Linked DNA regions of Muntiacus reevesi: region 1 is linked to region 2. A link is a contact called in public Hi-C data. All regions are on one chromosome and are shown on one strand. The core of a region is the stretch at or near the end of the contact, and the rest is flanking DNA. Distances in the headings are between cores, read along the strand shown.

Evidence for each region. Hi-C and Micro-C count contacts between places; a contact is called where the count stands out from the background.
Region 1: a Hi-C map of muscle shows a contact between it and region 2, with 6 times the contacts expected there. The contact joins the promoter of UBL3 here to the promoter of HMGB1 in region 2. A contact is called at or near these places in 2 of 3 Hi-C or Micro-C datasets (blood and muscle).

Annotation. Positions count from the first base shown.
Region 1 is chr11:28,941,718-28,947,743 of mMunRee1.1, reverse strand. It overlaps UBL3 (ubiquitin like 3), which reads right to left and starts at 1,758. Exons shown (of 5, transcript XM_065901714.1): 1 at 693-1,758. The coding sequence starts at 734.
Region 2 is chr11:28,476,167-28,482,247 of mMunRee1.1, reverse strand. It overlaps HMGB1 (high mobility group box 1), which reads right to left and starts at 3,308. Exons shown (of 5, transcript XM_065901895.1): 1 at 3,165-3,308; 2 at 808-971; 3 at 439-584. The coding sequence starts at 957. LOC136144299 (a long non-coding RNA gene) reads right to left here. Exons shown (of 3, transcript XR_010658521.1): 3 at 3,700-3,885.

The sequences.
Region 1 (6,026 bases), core at 509-3,008, 470 kb before region 2:
AGGATCACGGTTCAATCAATAATGTTTTACTAGCCTTTAAAAGCCCAGTGATGTCATACCAAGTATTTGGTACTAAAAGTCCTGGAATATTCATTAAAAGTACCAAAATACAGTCAGCCTGGATTTGTGAACATTCCAAAACGTCTATTTCTGTCGCCGTACTTGTTCTCCCAAACGTTTCGAAAAAGCTCACAGCAAATCCTGGCCGAGTTCCTAAGAGATAAGACGTCCCCACTTCTTGGAAATACCCGGCTTGCACCTACTGCATCCATGACCAGTGTCACAGGGCAAGATCCCCGATTTCCTGCCCACCTCTGTGTCTAGCAGGGACACCCGGCCTCAGCTCTGTCGTTTTCAGAAGCTTTCAGACACAAGTATTCAGAGGCTTCTAGCAAAGCGGAAGAGATTTTTCTCCACTTCAAGGCACCTTGCTACATGTTCCCAACTTCTCCATTGTCTTTAACCATTTAGAAAACGCAACCAAGTGAGAAGATCCATATTAAAAGCAGCGCTTTCAACGAGAGCGACACCAGACCCTCCAACTTCTTCCACAATCTCCCAGCACCGTGGCTTCCCCACCCCCACCCCCACCCCGCAAACCTTCACCCTACGCCTGCATCCTTTCTGATTAAACGAGATTGGAAACCACAATTAAATCAAAGGCTGTCGTTAACTCTTAATCCTTCACTTACCATATCCGCCGGGACATTACTGGACATCTTGCCGTTTGACATATACCCAGATGTTTACGCAAAGAAAAAAAAAATTTTTTTTAAAGACAACAAATTTAAAAAAAGAGAAGTCTTCGAGTTAACAGAAATCAATCTTCAAGATCTTAATTAGTTCGAGACGTGCTCTCCAAAAATAATTTTTAAAAATAAAACAGTAAGTTCTTTCCGAGCCGAAGTGCCGGCCTGGCCGGGCGCAGACGAACAATCGCCGGCAGAGCTGTGGCCGGAGCGGAGCAACTCCCGGGTCTCTGAAGTCAGCAGCAGCGGCAGCAGCAGCGCCAGGACCGGCCGCGCCAGGTGGACCGAGCCGAGTGACACACGGACATGGAGCAGGGTGGGAGGGGGTTAAATCGCCTTCCTCCTTTCCCAGCCCCGCCGTGATTCACACCCGCTCCCGAGTCGAGTCCTCATGAAGCGGGAGGATACCCGGGCGCCGCGGCACACAGAGAACTTATGTGGCTACACATGGACGTGTCCCCGGCGACCGGCGCGGGCAAACGGCTCTCAACTCGCGCGGCCGGGGCCGCGGAAACCCGCGCTCAAGGGCATTTAACTCGTTGGCAGCCGAAGCGCTAGCCCGGGCCGGAGAGCCCGGGGCGGCGAGCGGGGGGTTGGGGGTGGGGGGGGAGCGCGGGGCGCTCGGTCCGCCAGGAGCGAGACCCCCACGGCCCGTCGGGGCTCAGGCCGCGGGCGCCTCCGGGCAGCCGCGGGGCTCGGGGCGCATCGTCTCCGGCTTCCCAGCGCTTCTCTCCCGCCTCCTCCGCCTGCGCCTCCCCCCCACCGTCTCCGCCTTCCGCTCCCCTCCCCGGCCTCGCGAGCTCCCTGCGAAGCCGACTTCGGCCGGACCCCGGAAGAGGCTGGGTCCTTCCTCTCCTCAGCCCGGGAACCTTTGCCTCTCAGAACTCCGTCCCTCTGCCTCCTCCTCCTCCACTTTTCAGTCCCCGACGCCGCAGCCGCCTCCTGTCATCACCCCTCAAGCCAACATGGCGGCGGCGGCAGCAGCTGCTGGAGCGCGAGCCGGGGGCCCACGGAGAGCACGGCGCCCCCCCCCACTACCTTCCTCGCAACCACCGCCCCCGCCCTCCTTCTCCCCACCACCCCCCTTTCCGCGAACACCGAGTGCGTCACTACGGAGACCACCCTGGAGCATCACGGGAAATGTAGTCTACGCGGTGGGGGTGGGGGTGGGGAGCGGGACACCAAACGCGTTCTAGCCGGACTCGGAGGCCACGCCCCTCTTAGCAACAGTTGCTAGGAGAGGAAAGCTCGCTCTAGCCCGGCGACTGCCCAGGAGTTTAGGGAGATACCTGCTGCCAGGAGGGCTGTGATCCTGCGAATTACTGGGTGGGGGGAATGATTCTGCACAGAGAAATTCCCTCATGCACAATATACTCGCAGGCTTAAAACATGGTTTACCTCCAAGCAGAATCATTCATTTTAACGACAGCGCGCTCTCCACATCCTGCAATCTCAAAGCATTTCATCTAGTGATTTCATCTAGGTCTCTCCTCAACAATACATTTGGAGGATCAGAAGCAATCATTGATTTCCAATAAGGTCCTAGAAGTTCAGCAAGAGTAAGGATATCATTAAGCAGGGAGAATGTTTGAACATGTGTTTCTTGACGACCCAGGGCCATAAAACTACAATCCAGTTAATTGAAATTACCCAAAACTACATTCAAGACAGTAGTGTGTGAACCAAAAACTGTATTAGATACAATAGTGTATGATGCAAAATCTCTATCAGGAAACAGCTACCTATGCCAAACCACGTGGGGTGACACGACTTTACCAGGCTAACTCTGAAATCCCACTTAACTCAGAATGTTTTTGAAAACTTATCACCTGCAGTGATTAGCAAACAACAGAAAATAATACCATCAGTTAGAGACTTAGATGAAGAATATGTCTACCCTAGATTTAGGAACGAAATGCAGAGACCGCAAATGTCTATCTGACTCATATCTCTCTTAGTTCTCTGAGTGTTTTAGGAAAGGTCATCTCGATAAGATACCTGTATAAAAATGCCAACAGACTTAAGTATCTGAAAGCCACCTCTCCAACCTCCAGCTCTGTGACCTCATCTGTGAAACAGTCTTGCCTACCTTCCAGGGGTCAAGTAGGGGCAGTTGTGAGGATGAGTCCATGCATGGGAAGTAAATCACTTTGTAAATAATATGCATCGTTTGATGTGAAATGTTACTACTTATTCATTCAGCAAACCCTCCAGGCCCTCGGCACCGGAAGTTTAATAGATGACTAATCCAGGCAGTGTCCTCCATTGGCTAGGAGCCTGTGTCATTCTCCCAGCAATCTCTCCAGTCAGGTGTGTCTATCATGATGGAAACCCTCAGGAAGTTTAGAGTACCTACCTCTTGAATAGCCTGGCTGGAGAAATTCCAGACACTCCCGGGGGTGTACATCATCCTGGGGTGAGTTAGGGTGGTAACCAGGAAAGAGGAGGGTAGTTCAAATTCCCAGAAAGACCAAAGGGCAGAAGACAAAAGAGACCCAAACCTTGCCTGGAGTAGATTTCAGGACTTGATCTAGATATGTCTAAGTCTGTAGCTGTGTGAGTCTCCCTGGCCACATTTCCCACATGTAGCAACCTCAGCGCCCTCTCCACCAGCCCTCTAGGAAATAAGGACTGCCAAAGGTGCTTCAAGATGCTCACCAAGTTCGTCCTCCACCCCACTCCAAATCCCAACTTTCAACCAGCTGCTGCCCTGGCCAAGGCTCTGCTAAGTCTGAAAGTAGAAAGACAAGAAGGAGAAGACAGCAGGATGTATTCAAGCCTCAACACACTTGCTCTGCTCTTTCCCAATAATCATACAATGATAAGAGAGGTAATAACCTCCGCCGCCAGCCCAAAACCTTGGCATCTCTGACACAAGGTGCTCTGTTTGCTGCCACAGCAAAACGCAACATCTTTCAAAAGTAAAGTCCCCGCACCTGGCTGTGTTTCTAATCATTCTTCTAAGAGAGGCTGCGACATTATTCTCCATAAAATTCATTATAGCTCTTCCCTAATACTGTTAAGGCATAAGGAAGCATGACCGGACACCACCACAGATTTTTGCACGCTCCTGTCTACTCTGTACTTCCCGATTCAGGTGGGTAAGATGAGAGGCTGGAGAAAGAGCCCCTGTGTCCACAATAGAAAAGGGTAGCATCTTTTTGATACCCTCAAATCTACTGTCAGCAACAATCTAAAGAAAGTGAATGACACAGCATTTTTGTATTGGTAAAAGCAACTCCATGGGAAATCAGAAGCCTTGCATCTGCCAATGAATTTGCTGTGTGACCTTTGCCAAGATGCTTTGCTTCTCTGAGCCTCAATTTCTTCATCTGCAGATATTGGACTAAAAGTCTCTAAGCCGCTTCTAAGAGTCTATGAAATCAAGTTCCGGAAGAATAACACATGACACCCATGATCTGTTAAAAATATCTCTCCCAAGTGACTGCTCACATGTATAAGGGTTTTTTTTTTTTTTTGGAGGTGGGGTGGGGTGGAGCCGAGTGTGGTGGAAATATTCTAAAATTAGATTATGGCAATGGCTGCATAATTCTAGAGTAGATACACTATAAGCCATTGAATTTCACACTTTATGTGGATGAATTTATTTTTTATTTTTAAAATTACAGTTAAATATACATAATATAAAATTTACCTCTTAACCTTTTTGGGGCACACAATTCAGTGGTATTAACATTCCCTTTGTTGTACTATACTCACTACCATACATCCACAGAACGCTTTCATCTTGTGAGACTGAAACTCCAAATCAATGAACAACCTCCCATTCCCCTTCCCTCCAGCTGTTGGCAACCACCAGCCCTTTTGCCACCTCCATCCAATGTTGCCCAAGGCTGACCCGGTCTTCTTTGGTTCCAGTGTAAGAGTGAGTTTGATGTTTTACTTTGTAAAAGTATACTGCGTTTCTTTCTCATGAGAAAACTATATGAAGCCCCCTAATGCCAATGTGAAAACTATCAATAGAAGTGTCCTCAATAAATGCTACTTTCCTACCATAATAAAAGATCAAGGACTTTTTCTCTGAAACAGGAGATAATTTGATAGTTACTGGTTTAGTAATGGACTTTCCCCTTTTAGTCATATATATATAATTGACTATACCGGGTCTTAGTTGCAGCACGAAGGATCTAGTTCCTGACCAAGGATCAAACCCAGGTCCTCTGCATTGGGAGCACAGAGTCTTAGCCCTTGGACCATGAGGGAAGTTCCCCCACCTTTAGTCTTTACTCTTTCCAGAACAGAATGAATATACTATGTGTGTTTGTAGATTTAAGAACTGTGCTATGAATACATTTTTTGGGATGTGAAAAAAAGAGTTAAATTGTCTAAGGCAAGGGAACAGGCGAACACGTGGCTGGCCTGTTTTCACTCCTGAGGAGACCCTTACACAGGAGTTGCAATTATGTCTAGCCTTTTAACCTTACACTCCCCTAACCAGACATTCCCAACCCTGTTCCTATAAAAATCACTAGGAGCCATTTAAAAAGATGGATGCCCCACCCCTACCCCAGCACAAGTAAGTCAGACTCTCCTGAACCACACATGACACCACTATCTTTCAAAGCTCACCCAAGTAATTCACTTGTGCAGCCACAATTGAGAAACACTATGTAAGTCAAATTCCTACAAGTTCAGCTTCTTTCTTATGTGATCCAGCAATACCAATCCTGGGCACATACCCTGAGAAAACCGTAATTCCAAAGATACATGCACCCCAGTGTTCATAGCAACACTATTCACAACAGCCATGACATCAAAGCAACCTAGGTGCCCATCAACAGAGGAATGGATAAAGAAGATGTGGCACATATGTACAATGGGACAATAAAAAGGAATGAAATGGTGCCATTTGCAGAGACATGGATGGACCTAGAGACTGTCATGTGGGTGAAGTAAGTCAGAAAGAGAAAAACAAATATTGTATATTAACACACATATGTGGACTCTAGAAAATGGTACAGATGAACCTCTTTGCAAAGCAGAAATATAGACACAGGCGTAGAGAACAAATGCATGGACATAAAGGGGGTAAAATAGGCGTGGGATAGATTGGGAGATTGAGATTAACATATTAATATGGACACTACTATGTATAAAATATATAACTAATGAGAACCTGATGCATAGCACAGGCAACTCGACTCAGTGCTCTATGGGGACCTAAATGAGAAGGAAATTCAAAAAAGAGGAGATACACGTATGGCTGATTCACTTTGCTATACAGCAGAAACAAACATAACACTGTAAAACAGCTCT
Region 2 (6,081 bases), core at 2,059-4,558:
AATTGCAAGTTTACCAACAACTGTGTTGTACTGCTATATAAAAGCAGCTTTTAATTTCTACCACATATTTGACAGAGTATAATGTTAAAAAATGCCAAATATCCCTCACTAAACTTAATTTACACAATTATTTTAACTTACAACATTACTAGTTGAACATATACTATTTATTAGTGTTCCAAATGAACATTCTGCAATTACTCTTATGATTTCTCAAGAAACAAAAAAGAATCAAAATGACATTTAGGAGACATATTGGGTGAGGTCAGTATCTCTAATTCCATTCCACTGCCACCCAACAGAAAAAAATATATTGAAATATACCAATACCAGTTAGCTAAGAAACTTTGATTACAGAATGGAGATCCACAGGGTGGCTTGCTATATTTGTCTACTATAAAATACTTCTTGAAAAATCAAAACAGGCAAGATACTTACGGAGGCCTCTTGGGTGCATTGGGATCCTTGAACTTCTTTTTTGTTTCCCCTTTAGGAGGGATATAAGTTTTCATTTCTCTTTCATAACGGGCCTTGTCCGCCTTTGCCATGTCTTCAAATTTTCCTTTCTCTTTAGCAGACATGGTCTATAAAAAAAAATTTGTAAACTTAAATCAGTTAACAAAATTTTAACCAGTTGTGAAGTATGGAAATGAATAAAATCAGTATCCTTTGCAAAATATTTAGTAACCTGTTCCAACATCAACACCCACATTATGCAAATTGTACCGAGGCTTTAAAAAAAAAAAAAAAAACCCAATTTGGAATTCAGCCTTTATTACCTACTCAGTAGGTTTTCAGCCCTCTTACCTTCCACCTCTCTGAGCACTTCTTAGAAAACTCTGAGAAGTTGACTGAAGCATCCGGGTGCTTCTTCTTGTGCTCCTCCCGGCAAGTTTGCACAAAGAATGCATATGATGACATTTTGCCTCTCGGCTTCTTAGGATCTCCTTTGCCCATGTTTAATTATTTATCTTAAAAAATAAAAAAACACAAGTTTAATGTTAACAGTGAAATTTATGGCACCAAAGTGCACTCTAGCTTCTTGGGGAGTCAATGAACAGCATGGCACTGGTTATTAAACACGGCATTGGCATTAACCCCTCACAATATCAAAGAAAAGATCAGGGATCGAACAAATTCCTAGAAGAGTCTGCACCAACCCAATAAATGGTCCTTCAGTGGGACCTTAAAAAAAGTGTGGACACAATGGTACGCTCATACCGTATTTGTCACCTATCTCCCTGCATCTGTTTTGAATGTAGTACCCAAGCGGTCATTAAAAAAATTTTTTTTCATGTAAAAAACTATTATTAATCAACAAACCCAAAGGTCAGAAAGGAACGCTGCCGATTCATGCAGCTACGTAAGGAGTAGGTAAGAGCCAAAGTTGAGTAGACCTTTCCGGATTACGGGCCAGATTCCCCACTCGTCTAAAGTTTTCCCCATGATTGCTTTAAAATATTCTCTTCTCGGCACAAAACTTTGCCGGGAGGAGGGAGCCGTGGAAGCAGCAGCTCGGACCCAGGCTGGGGGTGGGGTGGGGGGGGTGGCGGTGCTATTTGCGCGGCTGCCACCGCCAGGCAGCCTCGCTTCCTATCGTTTTGGCCCCGAGATGTATTTCGGTTCTGACTAAACACGTCCGGTCTGAAGTTTCTTCGAGTAAACAAGGATGAGGGACAAAAGCCACTCCTGCTCGTGGCTCGGGCTGCCCCCCGCCCCCACTCGGAGAGTGTATATATATATATTTTCAAGCCCTGAAAAGTTGGGGCGCAGCGCGGGGCGGGTTCCGCACCCCTTCCCGCCACCGGGGCCCCCCTACTCCCGCCCGCCCGCCAACTTCGGGGCCGCGCGCGGGGAGGCCGCCCCCCCCCCGAGGCGAGGGGGGGCGGCGACCGGGCCTCCAGGCCCGGCTCCCCGCGCGCGGGGCCCGCCACGTGCGCCCGCGCCCCGCGCAGGCCCGCCGGCCTCCCCCATTTTGTCGGCTCGGCGGAGGGAACAGCCCCGCTCGAAATGGGGGCTGGCTCCGCCCGCGGCCGCCGGGGCCGGCGCGCACGGAATGGCCGCTGCGCGTCTTCCCCGCCTGCGCCGCCGCCGCCGCGAGGGCGAGCGAGAGAATATGGCTCCTTCCCTTTGTGTGTGTATGTGTGTGAGTGTGTGCGCGAGAGTGAGTGTGCGAGAGTGTGAGTGCGAGCGCCGGCGGGCGGGGTGCGCGGCGCGCTCTGGCGCACACACTCGGCCATGACGGCCGGGGGGAGGGGCGGGGGGCGCGCGGCCGGACCCTCCCCCTCCCCCGACCGCGGTGTCTGTGTGTGAGGGGGGGGCCTCCACCTCGGGAGGCGCCCCCGGCCCGCCGCTCCCCGTCTCCCTCCGCGCGGCCCGCCGCCCCCGCACACGGGGGGACGCGGGGCTGGCAGAAGAGGAAAAAAAAAAAGTTGCCTCGGAACTGCTGCGCCCAGCTTCCCCCCCGCCCGCGCCCGCCCGCCCGCCTTGTTTTCTCTCCAGCCAGCAGCGCCGGGCCGAGTCAGCCATGTTATCCAGCGAGCGCCGCGGCGCCGCTCCCCCCCGCCGCCCGGCCGCCCGGCCGCCGCGCCCGGCCCCAGGCTCGGGCTCAGGCCAGCGGGCCCGGCCCCGCGCCGCCGCCCCCGGCCCCGGCCCCGCGCCGCCACCCGCCCGCAGCGCCCGCCCGCCCGCCCGCGCTCGCTCGCTCGCCGCCGGCGCCCGGCTCTGCGGCGGCCAATGCAGCCGTGAAGCGCCGCCCGCCCGCCCGGCGGCCCGCCGCCCCCCGCGCACGCCGGTCGCCCGAACGCTCGGCCCTGGGGGTTCGAAAACACGTTAAAAAAATTTTTTTTAATGGAAAAAAAAATTTTTTTTTTTTTTTTTTTTTTTGCGCCAGTCAGCGCGGACGCCGCCGGGGGTGGAAACTCGCGGGGCTCGGGGCTCGCGGCGCCTCAGGCGGCCCCGGGGGCCGGGGCTTCGGCGCGGGGCAGGGCTCCCGGCGCCCGAGGGGAGGCTCGCTCCGTGCGCAGTTTCCCCCCACGGTCCCCCCTCATTTGCCTTTGTGTGGATCCTGACCCGCCGGCTCCCGGCCGCGGGGATCCGGCCGCCGCGCGGGCTGAGGAGCTGCCGGAGGCGCTCTCCCCGCCGCGGCGCTGCCCCGGACTCACCCTCCGCGAGGCACAGAGTCGCCCAGTGCCCGTCCGGCTCTCACTTGCCCCGGCGCTGTCTCTATGGAGCTCAATGTACTGCAATGGCTGTGAGAGCGGGAGCCAGACGCAGCCTCCTCACTCTCTCCGCTCTGTAACATTACTCTCCAGCCAGCGCCGCGCCTATTGGCTACCGCCAACTCACGGGGCTCGCTCATTGGCCCGATACCTCCCATTGTCCTGACCAGAGCCCGCCTGCTATTGGCTGTCTCCGGGGACACGTCATCAAGGATTGAAACAGCGCGCAAATCTGAATGTGTGTGTGTGCCGGGCAGAGAGGCTGAGGCGGGAGAGGCAGAGGCAGAGGCAGCAGCTGCTACGGGAAAGCAGAGCTCTATGGTGTATGTGTGCATGTGTCTAACCCAAGCCAGCCCCACACCCGAGCGGCCGCCGGAGCGAAAAGGGCCTGACTTTTCCACAAGTGTCTCCAACTCCTCAGGCAAAAGAGACACCCACAGACCTCCCCCCCCCTTTCTCACCCCAAACTCACTTCCACAGCCGTTGAGATAAGAGGCCCCAGACTTTTAACAGACCTTCAAAAGTGAGAGCGACACGATGAGATCACGGTCCCCGAAAACCGGGGTTTCTGTTTGTGCAGAGGGGCGAAGGCAGCCAAGATTCGAACTTCTCAACCACATATGGTTGCATTACACTTTAGATCTCTGGAAAGTCAGGGCTTTTCCTATAAGAAAGTGACAATGATCCAGTCAGTCACTTTTAAAACACCCCTTTTCTGGGCTCTTAAGCCCGTACTGTCAGGTTTGCAGAGCAGCTGAAATCTTGAGTCACCCAACAGGCATTTAGTTTCATCCTTTTTCTTGGTTTGCTCGAATTTCACAGCTTGTCTGGAACTTTTTATTTAAATACAAAGCCCTGTCTTAACTTCCTGGAAATCAAACGATTCTTCCATGAAATTAAAGCACAGCCACTTCATTTCGATACGGGGTACTCTAGCAGGAAATGATTGGGAGGGCCTGCTAGAATTAGCAAATTCATTAGAGACCACATTTTTAACTGTTGGGCTGTTTTATTTGACTTGGTGTGGATTACTATGATAATCAAACGAATCCTTGTGATGCTATCTTTCCTTCCCATCGAACCACTTAGTGCATCCATGTAACTGCTCTAGGGTTACAGGAGTTGTAGGTATATTGTTACCCGGAGGATTAGATGGAGGCAGAGAGTGCCCATGCCCAAATCCATAGGCTGTGGCTTTCCTAACCCACCAAGTTGCCTGGTTTTAACAGACAAACTTACATTATGTCTGTGAGGAAAATGTGCGGGCTCTAATAGCCAGTTCTGGAGACCATACGGTTATATCAGCCCTTTATGAAACTATTATCTATTGCTCTCTAGCCTGAGCAGACCACACCCCTATTCAGTTACAACAGACTTCCCTTTTTTTCACTCTCGAGTGGTATGTTTATACACTTCTAAACCCACCAGCCAATTCCTCCAAATTTAACGGACCAAAGTTAAATCAATTTATTGTTAATTTTTTTTCATATATCCCATGTAAACATCCACAACATGTTTTCTCAAATTTATTAAGCTACATGAGAACAGACAGAGAGATAACCTCTCCTGACTATGATTTTAATGCTTACTCCTTAAAAAAATATATATACATAATTGGTATCAGGGTTTATAGTCTTGGTGAGTGGACAATGCATGCTATATGAACATGAAAAGAAATAATATTAAAAATATATAAACTAATATAATGTTCTTAAAGTCATTGGTGTTTAAAAAAGCAAACATCTAAAGTTAACTTTTATACTGTTTTACACATATATGCTCTTCACTTCCCTCTATTAATCTAATTTTATGCTTTATTTAAATCTAGGTTATTTTAATTCTGTTTTATCTTCTCAGTGACTATATTACAAAATATTCATGAGAATGATTACACTTTAAATGGCATCCATGATGTCAAAATTTGACTATTACTTGAAGATTGTACTATCAGTATTTTCCAGGAGCAATGTTGGGTTTGCTCTGGATCAACCACTTTTTTAGATGCTTTTACCAGTTATTTCTAATAGCTTACTCCTTCCAGGGTCAGTTTATGGTCACAAAACAACAAGAGAACAATGGGCCCAACACAGGTTTCTATTTCAGCAGGATGCTATGGTAAGTAACAGGCACTGGATTTAAATATCAATAGACCTGGGTTCAAATCCTTGCTCTGCTACTTACTAGCTCTATAATCTCAGACAAGTTGTTTTGTTTTTTTTTTAAACTTTGTGCTTCAAATCTTTCAGCTATAAAATGGAAGTTATCACTAAGTGGTTGTAAAGATTAAACTTATTTTTCGAAGATTTAAGATTATGCTGACCTCTTTAAATTCATGACTTAGAAAAACTCAAGTGCAATTAGCCTTGAGTTTTCTTCATATTTTCATTTTATATGAAGACAATGGTTGCAAATTAAGCTTTAAAAAAAAATTCTGTCCTCAAACAGTATTATTCCTCATTCAGTCTAGTGATAGTTGCTTCATTTACTCCCAATGTATATTGGGGCCATGTCACAAAGAAGGATATTAAGACCTCCACTTACCTCCACTTGCACATTTCTCATATTTGCTTTCTGTGATACAAAGGGAGGAACATAAAAAGGAGAAAAACTTTCGAGTAAACCCTACAACTTCCAGCGCTAGCCCTGCAACTTTAACGTTCACTTATTTATGATATTAGACCCTCTCCTTCAATGTGAATCATCAGTTACAAACTGGCATATATTTTACTTTAGGGTTATTGAGGGTTTTATCCTAACTTACAGAGTTACCTAATTTAAAAAGCTTGATCACTCTCTCCATGCCCAATTTAGGCAACTGAATTTCATATCTTCATTAACGTAATTTATGCCCTTCCTGGAG